Regions from separate parts of the Mus musculus genome. Here all the other regions are linked to region 4. Evidence: chromatin contacts called from public ChIA-PET and promoter capture Hi-C data. All regions are on one chromosome and are shown on one strand. Each heading gives the region's core, a stretch centred on a gene start, on an enhancer-like site or on the middle of the called end of the contact. The rest is flanking DNA. Distances are from core to core; before and after follow the strand shown. Region 1 holds the start of Edf1 (endothelial differentiation-related factor 1). Region 2 holds the start of C8g (complement component 8, gamma polypeptide). Region 3 holds the start of Phpt1 (phosphohistidine phosphatase 1). Region 4 holds the start of Man1b1 (mannosidase, alpha, class 1B, member 1). Region 5 overlaps Traf2 (TNF receptor-associated factor 2).

The links. ChIA-PET counts read pairs in DNA pulled down with a chosen protein or histone mark. Capture Hi-C pulls out chosen DNA fragments and counts their contacts.
Region 1: a promoter capture Hi-C map of adipose tissue shows a contact between it and region 4. The contact joins the promoter of Edf1 here to the promoter of Man1b1 in region 4. A contact is called at or near these places in 12 of 39 promoter capture datasets (the HPC-7 cell line, the SN4741 cell line, cranial neural crest and 9 more), 1 of 484 Hi-C or Micro-C datasets (CD4 T cells), 8 of 115 datasets of contacts at active chromatin or transcription factors (the 230-238 cell line, the SCID.adh cell line, bone marrow-derived macrophages and 4 more) and 3 of 9 other capture datasets (adipose tissue, liver and pancreatic islet).
Region 2: a promoter capture Hi-C map of pancreatic islet shows a contact between it and region 4. The contact joins the promoter of C8g here to the promoter of Man1b1 in region 4. A contact is called at or near these places in 14 of 39 promoter capture datasets (the 3T3-L1 cell line, 3T3-L1-derived adipocytes, the C10 cell line and 11 more), 1 of 15 datasets of contacts at CTCF or cohesin (large pre-B cells), 1 of 484 Hi-C or Micro-C datasets (erythroblasts), 5 of 115 datasets of contacts at active chromatin or transcription factors (the SCID.adh cell line, effector CD8 T cells, embryonic stem cells and 2 more) and 4 of 9 other capture datasets (adipose tissue, liver, macrophages and 1 more).
Region 3: a contact with region 4 is called in a promoter capture Hi-C map of adipose tissue. The contact joins the promoter of Phpt1 here to the promoter of Man1b1 in region 4. A contact is called at or near these places in 6 of 39 promoter capture datasets (the 3T3-L1 cell line, the HPC-7 cell line, embryonic stem cells and 3 more), 2 of 484 Hi-C or Micro-C datasets (CD4 T cells and muscle stem cells), 4 of 115 datasets of contacts at active chromatin or transcription factors (effector CD8 T cells, embryonic stem cells and pro-B cells) and 3 of 9 other capture datasets (adipose tissue, liver and pancreatic islet).
Region 5: a contact with region 4 is called in an RNA polymerase II ChIA-PET map of effector CD8 T cells, with 14 read pairs. The contact joins the enhancer-like site here to the promoter of Man1b1 in region 4. A contact is called at or near these places in 14 of 39 promoter capture datasets (3T3-L1-derived adipocytes, the C10 cell line, the HPC-7 cell line and 10 more), 1 of 484 Hi-C or Micro-C datasets (olfactory sensory neurons), 5 of 115 datasets of contacts at active chromatin or transcription factors (the 230-238 cell line, the SCID.adh cell line, bone marrow-derived macrophages and 2 more) and 3 of 9 other capture datasets (adipose tissue, liver and pancreatic islet).

What each region holds. Positions count from the first base shown.
Region 1 is chr2:25,556,399-25,559,098 of GRCm38.p6, forward strand. It overlaps Edf1 (endothelial differentiation-related factor 1), which reads left to right and starts at 1,449. Exons shown (of 5, transcript NM_021519.2): 1 at 1,449-1,631. The coding sequence starts at 1,554. It overlaps Gm35476 (a long non-coding RNA gene), which reads right to left and starts at 1,130. Exons shown (of 4, transcript XR_866044.3): 1 at 1,057-1,130.
Region 2 is chr2:25,499,245-25,502,020 of GRCm38.p6, forward strand. C8g (complement component 8, gamma polypeptide) reads right to left here and starts at 1,262. Exons shown (of 7, transcript NM_027062.2): 1 at 850-1,262; 2 at 595-731; 3 at 345-415; 4 at 154-261. The coding sequence starts at 987. Fbxw5 (F-box and WD-40 domain protein 5) reads left to right here and starts at 1,506. Exons shown (of 9, transcript NM_013908.5): 1 at 1,506-1,642; 2 at 2,692-2,776. The coding sequence starts at 2,715.
Region 3 is chr2:25,573,596-25,576,404 of GRCm38.p6, forward strand. It overlaps Phpt1 (phosphohistidine phosphatase 1), which reads right to left and starts at 1,276. Exons shown (of 3, transcript NM_029293.2): 1 at 1,088-1,276; 2 at 593-717; 3 at 1-104. The coding sequence starts at 1,244. The coding sequence ends at 12. Ajm1 (apical junction component 1) reads right to left here. Exons shown (of 1, transcript NM_001005424.2): 1 at 1,821-2,809.
Region 4 is chr2:25,331,434-25,334,133 of GRCm38.p6, forward strand. It overlaps Man1b1 (mannosidase, alpha, class 1B, member 1), which reads left to right and starts at 1,310. Exons shown (of 13, transcript NM_001029983.2): 1 at 1,310-1,543; 2 at 2,002-2,110. The coding sequence starts at 1,427. AA543186 (expressed sequence AA543186) reads right to left here and starts at 1,138. Exons shown (of 2, transcript NR_027448.1): 1 at 715-1,138.
Region 5 is chr2:25,532,972-25,535,671 of GRCm38.p6, forward strand. All of the region lies in intron 4 of Traf2 (TNF receptor-associated factor 2), which reads right to left. Among named protein-coding and RNA genes, the nearest start is that of Traf2, 13 kb to the right of the region's middle. Within about 2 kb of position 1,435, at least 187 of the 459 cell types and tissues checked have an H3K27ac peak or open chromatin away from gene starts, as enhancers often do. A contact at or near this core is called in 3T3-L1-derived adipocytes, the SCID.adh cell line, the SN4741 cell line and 6 more, where this site is marked.

The DNA.
Region 1 (2,700 bases), core at 199-2,698, 230 kb after region 4:
TGTATTCCATCTTGTTTTAAGTGTATGGGCATTTTGCCTTTACATGTCTGTACACCAACTGTGTGCCTAGTGCCCTCAGAGGCCAGAAGAGGGAATCAATGCCGCTGGAGTTAGAGTTACATCCTGCTGTTCTCAGGTTCTCTGCAAGAGCAGCAAATGCTCTTAGCCACTATGCCTCTATAATCATTTTGTTTTCCTCCCCAAGCAGGGTTCCATGTAGTCCTGGAAGGTCTCAAACTTGCTTTGTAGCTAAAGATAACCTTGACCTTCTGATCCTCATATCTCCACCTGGCAAATACGGGTGTTGCAGAAGTAATTTACATTATTATTATTATTAATTTAATGTATATGAGTACACGGTAGCTGTCTTCAGACACATCAGAAGAAGGCATAGTATTCAAATACAGATGTCAAGAACCACTATGTGGTTGCTGGGACCTCAGGATCTCTGGAAGAGCAGTTCCTGGAGAGAGAGCATCTCTCCAGGCTCCTTTTTTTGGTGTGTGTGTATTTTTGTATTTATAGGGTGTTTTTGTTTGTTTTTTGAGACAGTTTCTCTATGTAGCCTTGGCTGTCCCGGAGCTCGTTTGGTAGACTAGGCTGACCTCGTACCCAAAGATTCTTCTGCCTCGGCCTTCCGAATGCTGGGATTAAAGACCACCACCTCGAGGCTGAGTTGCTTATTTTTAAAGTAATTTTGTTTCTATGTATTCCAAAGAAGCCATCAATGGTTCACATGTTTCTGGCCCCACAAAATTTGCCAGCTGCTGTTTCTCTCCCAGAGAGCACCTCCAAAGGAACTTCGAAGTACTGGTATAATGCCAAGCTACAAGCACAAGAGAACCTGGATTCTATCCTGGGATCTCCTAAGGCGTGGCCTGGAAGACAGGTGTATACCCACTGGTGTGGGGGACGCTGGCCCAGGTTCTCCAGAAGTAAGGTGGTGGAGACCGGCTGGGATCAGTAGGATCCCACTTGTACGGCACCTGTGCTAGCATGGCGTGTGTGTAGGTCTCCAGGGCCCCCTTCTCCGTGCCTCACTCCCCTCGCAGATACCTGTGTTCCCTCTCCGCCCCAGCTCTCTTCCGGGTCCCCACTCTTTTTACTAAGGTTCTTCTCTCTTCTGCACTTTTTTTCTCGGGATCCTCCACTCTCTTCTTCGGTCCTCCCGTCTGCTCTCCATGTCCTCTCCGCTCTTCTCTCCTTTAGGGTCCCTCACTCTCCGCTCCCTTCGATCCCCACACAATTCCCACCCCTGGCGCTCCGCCCTGCGCAGCCACAGGGACACGGGACTGGAACCGTGGCGGCGATCAGGCGTCGCCCTCCACGCGCCGCCCGCGGGCAGCCCCCGCGGGTCCCTAGACTAGCCGGGTGCGGATTGGCCGCAGAGCTCGGGAAGTGCGGGCTCCTGGAACCACCGACCAATGGGAACCAGGGGCGGGACCGAGGCGCTGGCGCCGGAAGCGGGGAGGCGACGAAGGGACGTCGCGTCGCCGCGCCGGGTCTCGAGCAGCTGCCAGAGCCGCCGGACGGATCGCTGCCCCCGCCGCGCCATGGCCGAGAGTGACTGGGACACCGTGACGGTGCTGCGCAAGAAGGGCCCCACGGCCGCACAGGCCAAGTCTAAGCAGGTGCTCAGCCAGCGGGGGGCGGCGGGAAGCTGCCGGGCCGCACGGCGCTCTGCGGTCGCTGGGCCGAGCCGGGGAATCCGGCAGTGGGTGGGGACCCGAACGGATCTTTCGAGGGTGGAGACCTTGGGGGACAACAGGTACTCCTTGGAGATGGAGTACGGGAAAAGACTGGGGTAGAGGGCAGCTGACCTGCGCGAGGCTGGGGCAAAGGTCGGAGCAGGGGGATGGGAATGTGGCCTGGGCTCTGGACTGGGACAGGCCTGGGTGAGGACCTGGATGGAGATGAAAACAGGATTGAGAACAGGTGCAAGTGTGGGTCAGAGAACCTGGCTGGTCACTAAATGTGGGGTGGGCAACGTGGGCATTAGGCGCAGGAAACTTGGGAACCAGGGTAGGGGCAGTCCTGCTGAAGGTTTTGCCCTTACCTGGTATCAGCCTGTGCTGGCATCACTGGTGGCTTCCTGCCCATGATGCCCACCCAGGCGATGTCAGCCTATAAAGAGGGCTGTGTGAGACATTGGTCTGATGTCCTCTCCATAGGTGAACTCTGTGTCCCTGAGCCCTGGATGCTGTGGTTCCCTAAGTGGTACTGACCAGAGCTGGAGTTATTTGCCATAGTTGAAGCCAAGTCCACAGTCCTCTTTTCAGGAGAACTTGGAATCATCCTTAAGTGTGTAGAAAGTCTGAGCATATTACACAGAGACGCTCACATGCCACTCCTCTGAAGCAGGATGTTAATACTCAGTTACTGTGGCCCAGGCATCATCGTTAGTGGTCCTACTTCCCAGGGAGACTACTGAGACTACTGTGGGGTGTGTCATTTCTCATTAGGAACCGTACTGGCCGAAGAAGCCAGGGCAGCATTCCACACCTTTCTGCTTTATAGCAGAGTTTGGAAGAAAACTAGCTCTGTTTCCAATAAAGAACCTGGTCGCCTGTACTGTGTGTGCGCATGCACGTGCTCTGATATTGATTTCTGGGTCTAGTGTATCTAGCACTAAGAAGGCTTGAATCAGCCTTCTGAGGGCTAGGATCACAGTCCTGTGCCACCATACCCAGCTCACACCTG
Region 2 (2,776 bases), core at 12-2,511, 170 kb after region 4:
CCTACTGCCAAGAGTATGGGGATAGAAAAGGAATGAGAAGGGGTGTGTGTCCATCTGGGGACGCCCTGTCCATCAAGGTGGACCTGGAGGATGCAGAGCACAGGTCATGTGTGAAAAGCACAGGCCATGTATGATCACAGGACTAGTCCGCACCGTATAGTTTCACAGACAGCTTCCTTCCCTGTTCCAGGTACAGGATGGCAAAGCTCTGATAGTCAGTCTCAGCAACCACCATATGCACTGGTCCACGGGCCCGTGAGACTGCGGCAGAACCACAACAGCACATCAGTCCTTTCCCCTCTGCCTCCAGCCCAGAGCCCTCTCCCTTGATGCCCCTGCCTCACCTTGGAACAAGAAGCGGCCAGGGACCCCTGTGTTCTCAAAGAGTTGGCGTACCTGCCAACATATCCCATCTCTGGGGAGGGGAAGAAGGTATGTCATAAGAGGAGGCACCCAGACTCTAGGAACCCCAACCCAGGAGAGGCCATATGGGATAGCTATCTAGGCCACAGAAGAGCTAGAGATGAGGTTTAGAGTCAGGAGGGCAGAGTAAGATGGGCTCAGGGGCTGGGATGAAGTCCTGCTGGGACTCACAGCTTTCGGAAGGTGCTGACAGCCATAGCTGCACCCTGGGGAGCTGCGTGCAATGTGGTGGCCTCAGCTCGGTGTCCCTGCTCCTGAAGAAAGCGGCACGAAGAGCCCACAGCCACCAGGAGCCATGTCCCTGCAAACTGGAAGTTGACTATGAGTGCTCAGGACTGGGGAAATGGGGCACCCTGGACCAATCCCGCCAAGCTAGGCAGGTTCTTATTGCTCTTTTACCTACCCCCACTCACTCCCAGATTTTACCTTCTGAGCACTGAAATTGACCTGGGCCTGGATAGTGCTGATGGGGGAGGTAGACCCAATAGGCTTTCGAGTCCTTTGGCCCAGCGAACTGGCTGTCAAGAGCAGGGTGAAGAACAACACAGCCCCTGGAGACAGCATGGCCAACCTGCTACGGACAGTAGGTGACAGGACAGCGAGGTGGAGGGGTGCACTGTCCTAGGTCAGAGTCCACTGTCCAGTGCCACAGGAAGCACAGTCCAGGAAGTCCACATCTGTCTTCCGATTACTGAACCCCTAACCCAAGCCAGGGTCCATCCTAGAACCTAGCCTTGATAGGAGCTGGGCATTGTGTCCCAAGTGCAAAGTTAAGAGTTGACCTCTGCACCCCTATTTCCACTTGTGGTCAGTGCTCAACCCTATGCATGCAATAACTGTCTTTAACTCCACAACCAACAAGAACGTGCTCATAAAGTCACTTGTTCAAAGCCCAGCAGCAGAGAGAGCAGAGGCAGAGTCTCGAACCGGCCCAGCTGAGCCTGGCTCAATCCTCCGTCCTTTAGGGTAGCCAGGAGTGAGTACTGTTCTGTGAGTCAGAACGCTCGGAAAGTAAGAGTTTGCGCAGGCGCATAAGAAACGCTGGCTGCTAGTCGGAGCCTGAGGCGCAGGCGCAAGACGGGGAAGGGGGGGGGGGGGGAACGGTCCATCGATGCCTCGGGGCTCTCAGCGTCGAGCCTGGCGCCTCCATAAAGACGTGGAGGTGGAGACTAGAGCGGCGGCGGAAGCCGGGCGCAGCGCAGCGGGCAGAGGCACCGCGGTGAGTCCCGGCTTTGGCCCCGCCGTGCTCACTCACCTGTGTCATCTGCCCTGTCCCCAGTCACCAGCCTTGTGCCCCATTACTCCCAGTCCTGCATTCACCAGCCTTCTGCCACCTTCGGTGTCCCTTGTCCCCGATCGTGGCCTTCGTTTATTTTCTCGGGCCTGGTCCCGGTCATGGGCCTCGCTCTGCCTTGTCCTACTTTAACTGGCTTTTGTCACCTTCACGGGCTTTGTTCACTGTCACCATATTTTTTTCCTGCAATGTCTACACTTGTACAGCCTTTGGTGGCCTTATCTGGCCAGTGATGGCCTTGGCAGGTTGACGTCGTCCCAATCCACCCTCCGGTGTTCAGTGGGTGAATGAAGGAGCTGCTGCCCACTCTAGCTAAGCAGCAAAGCGTGGTCCCTGATGTCTCCTCTGACATTCAGAAACCCCAATCACTCTTAACCACCCTCCTGGCCAGGCTGTCTCCTGAGTCCAGAACGACATATGCCACTGGCTAGCAGGAACCCCTTCTCAGAAGAAAGTCAGCCTTGGCCTGAAGTCCTATAGCAGCAAGGTCAAAGACAGGGTGGGCTGCTAAACCTTGGACCTGCCAGTTTGAGCAGCCCAGACCTGTTTGCTTGTCTTGTGCTCACCTGCCTCCCTGTGCCCTGTAGCATTGGGGAAGGCATCAAAGGCCCCCACCTGGAAAGTGGGGCTGCCCCCCACTTCGCAGGTTCTACCTGGCCTAGTAGTACTCAGGGGCTTGCTGTCTGGTCCAGCAAGTCCTTTGGTGTCCTGGAGAATGTAAGGTGGTGCAACGTTACTGCCTGGGTCCTTCAAGAAGTGTTGGGTCTGTGGTGGGGCAGTGCTACTTGTACACACAAAGAGAGATGCACACATCCCTCCCCTCCCCCCGCACATGCTCAGTGCAGTGGAATTCTCCGGTGGGCAGTTGGTGGGGCTAGCTAGGACTGCCATGTCTGGAACCCCAGACTATCAGTCTCTCCCTGGGGTTGGCGATGAGGAGGCTTGGGTTCAGAGCCGCCACTGGTGGGTTTCAGGACCGTCTGGGCAGAATGTCACGATGGATGAGGGGGGCCTGCCCCTGCTCCCCGACAGCCTTGTCTACCAGATCTTCCTGAGTTT
Region 3 (2,809 bases), core at 26-2,525, 240 kb after region 4:
GGGGCAGAGCTTCAGTAGCCATCGTCAGCCCAGGTGACCTCATAGTCAGGATACTTGGCTTTGATCTTCTCAGTTGAAACAGAGTGCTGGGCACGACCGTAACCCTAGAGAAAGGATGACCGCCAGTTTGCTAGTTTTTTGCTTTGGGAGCCCACCCAGAAGCCGCAGCAATAGCAGCCCTGGGGAAAGTTAGCAGATCCTACCATCCTAATCATACTGGGATCATGATGAGGACTGAAGAGCTCTTCAGGTGATGCCTGAGGGTCTAAGGTGGACTTTATGAAAAAGGATCAACATAGAACTGTGAATTTGACCCCAGTACTGGTGGCTCCAAGGGCCCCTAGAGAGTCAGGACACAGACCCATCAGGATCTGGAGCAAGTCGGGGATGTAGCCCAAGGTGTCATTTGGAAAACGTGGGGAAAGGAAAACCCATTCAGCCCTTAAGTAAGGGTTCTGTAGCTCCAACTTTCAGAGTCCCAAAGGTGGCCTGAATGGTGGTGTGAGGGGTGGGGTGGGGTGGGGTGGGGGTGGGGTCAGGCTCACAAAGGTGAGCTTTGCAGTCTGGCTGAGACCTGGGGACTGGAGCTCACCATAGAGTAGCCATACACGTGTATCTTCCTGTCCTGGCTCTGATGGGAGATGCGCCCGCCGCCTAGGCACTCACAGTCATAGCCATTCCTTTGCAGCTCGCCTGACACTTTGTCATAGATGTCCGCTGGGGTGGGGAGAGTGGCCTCAGGATATGCCCTAGCCGCCCTTGTTGGCCCCACACTGAACTCTAGGGCTGGATATGGGGTCAGAAGCTCCAGCTCTTGGTGGTCTTTTTCCCAGAGAAGATGAGCCCTTCCCCCGCTGGCAAAAAGATGAACGGGAGGAAGAAGACACTTTCGAAGTGAGAGACGGGATTAAGAAGATCCCAGTCATGGCACTCCTTTCTGCCCAAATCCCGACGTTTCTAGGTCAGCCTAGCTATGTGTTAGTACAAGTCATGATATATTAGCAGTCACTACTCCGCTACCAGCAACTGTAAGGCCCCGCCCCTAACCTTCGTCCCGCCTCCAAGGGCACAGAGGCCCCGCCCTCACCGTGGTACTCAGCCCATTTGTAGCCACGCACGATTTCCTTGCACTCCTTCGCCGGATCCCCAGAAGGCTCTGCTAAGTGGACTCGAATCAGCACATACTTGAAGACGCCATCCGAATCAATGTCTACATCAGGAATCTGACCGAGGTCCGCCGCCATGTTCCCCGAAGCGCTCGATCTCTGGGCCCCACAGCCCCTTACCAAACCCGACCCAGGCCTATGCGTAGGGAGGCGGGCCCTTTGGCAGCCACGGCCAATCCCGTGAGGGAATGCTTACCTAGCCCAGAGCCTCAGCCAGTTGTACCTCCAATCTGAGGCACGGACTGGCCAATTGCAACCCAGTTCTTTGCAGCTTTGGGATCGGGCTCATGAGTCCCAGTTAAAGGAGCCGAGGCATAGGTTAACCCGTGGTGCTGTAAATCAACCCGCTGCAGGGCAGCAAAAGGATGCAAGGACGCACTCCGGTTCCACTCCTGGGTCCTAAGGCTTCAATCCGTAAACCATAAATCCGAAGTCCTCTCTTCCCCAACACCTGTAAACCGGAGGATCTCTCTCCGGTCTCTCCAAATTCAAGTACTCCCCTGCATACTCCACTTCACACCCTCGGGCCTCCCCTTCCACAATACTCCGGTTGCGGGTTGTTAAGCTCCTACTCCCGGAAGCTTTGACGCAATGCTCCCCCCCCCCCCCCCCCCCCCGGCCACGACGACGACCACCACCACCACCACTACCGAGTTATTAGCAGCAGCTACATTCAAGTTCTATTTTACTTGGTTCGAAAGCACTTGCCCTTCTCGTCAGAGGCGTTCTTGCCAGTCTGCCGCAGGAGGGACTGTGGAGCCCCTGGGGAGGGCGGCAGGCGGCGGGGCAGCAAGTGTTGCAAGAGCGGCATCCGGGCATGTGCTAAGACAGGGGCCAAGGAGAGAGAGCTGGAGTGTCCCGGGGACATCCAGTCGAGGGTAGCTGGCGCGTGTGCACACCCTCGTGCATAGGTGTGTGTCCCAGGTTCTTGCAATTGAACTTTCAGAGCTCCTAAGGGCTTGGGGCTTCTTCTTCTCCCAAGATTCTTGGAGAATCTGGTCGCAAGCCCTCTCTGGGTCACACCCTCCACAAAGTCCTGGGCTCAGATCCAGGTACGGGGTCAGGCAAGGGGCTTAGGGAAGCCTAGACCTCTCCACAACACGTCAGGCTTTGGCTTCTCTCTCAGCTTGGAGTGCAGCCAGGGCACTTTTGCACACAGGATTGGATTCGGGGCAGGCCTCGGCACCGACTCCTTAACCGTACCCACACTTGGTGGCTCACTACTAAGCACCTTTCCTAGTCCAGTTCCTAATTAGGGACAGCCCTGTTCCTTACTCATTCCCAAGTCATTCCGTGGTAGGAGCTGCTCTCAGTAGGGTTGTCTGCTAATTCGTCAGCACACGCTTCCCACCTCTCCATCTTCTCTGGAAGGCAGATTTTTAAGGCCATCTTGTTGGGTAGGTGTTGGGAGCTCAAATCCTTACCCAGATCTTAACTCTGGTTGGGTCGCCGCCCACACTGCTTCCCCTGCTCAGGCTTCCATCTGGCAGGGTGGATTGTACCTTGGCCTTAACCTGAAAATTCCCCAGTATTCCAACTTGTCTACAAGTGCCCAGACTAAGGTGAGAGTATTGAAGGACAGGCGGCACTGGTACGTGTACAGTGCTGGCTACGCCCATTGCCTCAACCTCATAGGGGTGCAC
Region 4 (2,700 bases), core at 60-2,559:
CAACCCCTTCAAGACCTTCAATGTCGCTAGATTCTGAACTTGGACAAGGATTTGTCCCACAGTGGCTTATCATTCTTGCCTGGCTTGAATTGGAAGATTTTCAGCTCCAGATTTTGTTTTGGTCTAACAAACTCTTCCTATTTCTTCCCTCAAAGGTTTATTTTTTTTTTTAACGTAGAGCTCTAACTAGCCCTTTGGTATGCCAACTGCCACCTCATGGTCATAAGCAGTAGCAGAACGTGGGAATGTGTAGACCTGGCTTGAGTTGGCGTGAATAGCCAACAAGAACTCCGCCTTCATTTTGGAAGATATGCAGACCTCAAAGTCATTGCACCATCTGCCATGGTTCCGAAAACCTACATTTGAGAGCACTATTGTAATAGCGATCTGTGAGGACTTAAAAGTAGGGAAGGGGCCGGGTGTGGTGGCGAACGCCTTTAACCCCAGCACTCGGGAGGCAGAGGCAGGCGGATTTCTGAGTTTGAGGCCAGCCTGGTCTACAGAGTGAGTTCCAGGACAGCCAGGGCTATACAGAGAAACCCTGTCTCGAACCTCCCCCAACCCCACAAAAAAAAAAAAAAAAAAATGTAGGGAAGGGGCGCGGGATCAGGTAGGTCTTCTGTAGGAGATTCAAACTAAATGATCGCAACGTAGGGAACTCTCCAAATGCTCAGAAATACCACAAGTAAGTTGGGAAGCAGCAGTTTCACCCACCGGACAGTGGGCAGTTTTGTCGTTTTGCATGTTTTCCTCGAGGGAACCACGCGCACGGAAAAGTGAGGTCGTTTTAAACCCGTTGCCGAGTACGTAGGTAGGGCTAGGAGCGGAATGGTCGCAGAAAGGGTCGCTCCCAGGCCGGAGCGACTAGAAAGGCCAGGCCGCGGCCTCAGGGCGCAGAGCCACCCCAGGACTCAGCCTCAGCAGGGCCGTCCCTTCCTCCGGTCAGGAGTTTTGCGTTTCACCTCCAGGCGCGCCAGGGTGATGCCCGCTCCCCGAGATCGAGCGCAGGACTCCGGCAAGGGTGATAGTCCACAACTCAAGCCAGACGTAACTGCAACAAAGAACACTTCTCCAAACCGTAGTCAGTCCGCCCCCAACAGGGAGTCTGCAGGACGCCTGCAATGGAGCGGATGCGCGCGATTCAGCGACGTAAGGACGCGATGAAATAACGTCAACGGCACAGGGGCGGGTATCGTGACGCCAGTGACCCGCCAGGAAATACCAGCACAAGGGTGTACGCAGGCGCGGTGCTTAGACTAGGGTTCTGAGCTTGCGCAACGACCGATAAGACGCGGCGCGTGCGCACTGGTGTTTAGGGCGATGGGCGGGGTGTGGATGCCTTCGTTATGGCAGCCCGCGGTCTTTCTCAGTCTTGGGCTTCCTGACGCCTCCAGCAAGCGAGGTCTTTTGGGCCGGCTTCGCAGTTATGTACCCACCGCCGGCGCCGCCGCCGGCGCCTCACCGGGACTTCATCTCGGTGACGCTGAGCCTGGGCGAGAGCTACGACAACAGCAAGAGCCGGCGGCGGCGCTCATGCTGGAGGGTGAGGCGGGGTCCGGGCTGGGGAAGCCTTACCGAGGGAAGTACCTAGCTGGAGCGTTCGTGTCTCTTCCAGCGTCCAGAAGTTTCTGTGCTGCGTCTGGTTCTCGCAGCTTGGGTTTCGGTGTGGTTGCTTCCCCTGCCTAATGTCAGGTGCCCTGGGGATCCTGAGCTGAGGGGGCAATGAGCACAGCCCGTATGGTCCGACGATGCCTGAGCCAAGTCATGGGGATTTCAGGAGTTTTTCTCCAGTGCACGTGCAGCTGGACACATGGTGTACAGATCTTGTGCCATGTATGGGATGGTGTGCTCTGTCACCTCTAGCACTGTTCTGTCAATGTAAACTTTGCTGAGAGGGAACTTACCTGCCCTCAAGTAAGGACAAGCCTTACATAAGGGTCTCTCTGAATTGCTCTTTTAACCGAATCTGTGACAAGTGTCATTTTCCCGGCTCTTTCTTAGAAATGGAAGCAGCTTTCGAGGCTACAGCGGAATGTGATTCTCTTCGTCTTGGGCTTTCTGATTCTCTGTGGATTCCTGTACTCTCTTCATACGGCTGACCAGTGGAAAGGTATGAAATACCAGTGGTGCTCGAGCAGAGGAGATGCAGGCTGAGGTCAGATACAGTATTGCAATCCAGATAAAACAGTACCACAAGGCATGTGGTGACAGATTGGCAATAAATACAGCAGAGGGGAAAATGTGGAGCCCAGTATGACCAACTGGTGTACAGGTGACCCTGTAGGTCTTTGGGCCAACAGTGCTGTCCCTCCCCTCCCCATCAGTCTATAGCAGCAGATCAGCACTAATCACATGTCCCTACCACGTGGTACAGTGTGTTTGCCTGGGACCAGTGGATATCCTGAGAGGATCCTAGGATTCCTTCTGGGCTGCTTTAAGGTTGGAAACCCAAACATTGCTTCAGATTGCTCAAGTCAAGCTGCCTGTTTGGGCACTATTAAATTGATATGTTGCGGGGCTGAGGGGGTTGTTGTATGTTGTGTTTAAGGACACACTCTGCCAAATGCTTGAAAAAGAATTCAGCCTGGAAAAGACTGTGGTCTTCACACTTGGGAAATAGAGGTAGGAGGATCAGGAGTTGAGGCTAGCTTGGGCTACATAAAACCCTGCTCAAGCTGGGAGGTGGTGGCGCTTTTAATC
Region 5 (2,700 bases), core at 185-2,684, 200 kb after region 4:
TACTGGTTTTTTGAGACAGGACCTTATGCAATTCATTCTATGAAACCTGGATTCTGACAAATTTCAATAAACTGTTTCTCTCCTGGGACAGGTGAGGCTCAGTGGGTGAGTATGTGCTTTGTGTGTTCATGGCCCTGTGTTCCATGCCCTGCACTGGCTGCTTCAAATCCCAGCTAAACTCAGAACCTGAGAGTGACTTGAATATTCACTCAATACTCCAGGCTGGCAGGCCACCAAACCCCAGAGATGTTCCTGTCTCTGCTTCTCCAACTTTGAGATTACAGGCGTATGCTGCCGTACCTGACTTTTTTAGATGAGTCCTGGGGGAGACCAGGGAATGAATGCTTGTCCTCAGGTCCTGACCATAAAGGATTACAGAAGACACACTTGTAACAACACATTCAGGCAACAAAGACAAAGCTCAAACTCCCCTAGCAGACACAATCTAAATCTATCAGCATTTATTCAAGCAGAATTCAAATTTAACATTTTAAGAAAATATAGTTGTTAAAACTGAAATTTTGGGGGGTGGGGTGGATGGGTGTGGTTGAGAAAGGGTCTCACTATATAACTTTGCCTGGTCTGGAATTCACTATGTAGACTATAATGATGGGCTGGAGAGAGAGCTCAGTGGTTAGAAGCACTTGTTGCTCTTGCAGCAGACTCAGGTTCAACTCCCAGCTCCCACATGGTGGCTCACAGCCAACCTTAAGTCCAGTTCTAAGGGAGCCAGTGCCCTCTTCTAGTCCCTCTTTGGGCACCAGGTATGCAAGTGATGCACATATACATATACAGATAAAAGCCCATACACATAAAATAAATAAATGTGAAAAGCAAGTCCACGATGAGGCCATGCCGACTGGCACACCTGCCTTCCCAGTTTCAGCTGTTCCCTGGAATCTGTAGCCTGGCTGGCCTGGAACTCACTATGTGGGGACCAGGCTGGCCTGGAACTCACAGAGATCTGGCAGCCTTTGCTTTCCCTAGTGCAGTACCAGGCTTTGCCTTCAGGACAACAGACTTTAATACAGCTTTCAATTCATCTTCAGAATGAAAGACATTATCATAAAGGAAAACAGAGCCAAAGGCTAAGCAGGATTTTTTTCCCATCTTTCAAACATTTTAAATAATTCAAACCATAAAAAAAATGTTTTAGTTACAACCTTAGTTCCAGTGAAAGCTAAGAAATAAAGAGATTTGTGACAGGCAGAAGAGAGGATTATCTGTGGTGATGACTGCACAAAGAGGGTGTAATTTCTTCTCTGGCTTGTGACATTTGCCACCAGCGACAAGTTTTTATCAATAAAATCAGCTAAGGCTGAGCTGTGCCTGCCCTCCCATGTGACCAAACCCAACTCATCTCAGGGACTTTCCAGAGCTCTCAAAGGGTGCAGCCAGGGACTTTCCACTCTGCATGCCTACAAAGCCACATGGCACCAAGCCCATGGCCTGGCTGCAGTTCCTGGCCATCAGTCAGAGGCCCACACAGTCACTGACCTACAGTACCACAGGCCTGGAAGCAACAGAAATCTTGGGGGAATCTAAAGCCTACCACAGGCCTGGGAAGAATTATTCCACTTGCCCCAGGGGTCTCTCAAAACACCTTCAAGAGCAAACAGGTTCTATAGGCCACCATGCCCTACACCCACATTTTCCTGCATCCACCCAATACACCAAGCATGTCACTTCCCTAGGAGCCGTCTCTTTCACAGGCAGCACTAAGCATTTCATTTTAAGGATACAGTGTGGACTATGACTCTTGATCAGGTCCTGACACCATGCTTGAAAAAAATGAGTTTCTTGTTCACCCAAGTGAAGCCCAAACTGCTCAGCTAGAGACTGAAACCTAAAGTGTGACCAGTCAACAGGTCACGGGACATATAGCCAGACACAAGAGGCAGGCATAGGAAAGACAAGGCCTCACTAGCAGCCTGGGCCACCTCTGAACACATGGTCCTCCTGTCTCAGCCTTCTAAGAATAGGGATTATAGGTGTGCATCACCATGTCCAGCGGAATCAAAAACTTCTTTGAAGGTTGTTGACTAAAGCAACAAGAGGAATGAGAAACTTGGTAGACTGGAGGAGTGTCACTTAACCACGTGGCCTCTGTAATGCAGGTTTAACTCAAGATGCCTAAAGGTGACATACTAAAAAAAAAAAAAAAAAAAAAAAAAAAGCTCATGCTAATGTCCACACTACACTGGCCCCTTTCATAGACCACCTCTTCCTCTGGCCTTCTAGATGACTTTCTGTGACCAAAACAAATATACCCATTAGTTAAATAACTTCCAGAGTCAACACAATTCACAGCAAGAAAACTCTTGTGAGTGAGGCAGGGTAGTGCACATCTTTAATCCCAGAACTCAAGAGGCAGAGGCAAGTGGATCTCTGAATTCCAGGACAACAGGGCTATAGAAAGACTGACTCACACCGAGTGTGGTGATGCACGCCTTTAATCCCAGCACTCGGGAGGCAGAGGCAGGCGGATTTCTGAGTTCGAGGCCAGCCTGGTCTACAAAGTGAGCTCCAGGACAGCCAGAGCTATACAGAGAAACCCTGTCTCGAAAAACAAAACAAAAAACAAAAACAAAAAAAAAAAAGACTGACTCAAAAGAAATAGAAAACAAATAACAATAGAGAAATCCCTGGTGGGTATGATATACACCACAGACTCCCACTGAGCTTAAAAGCTGCAGCTTC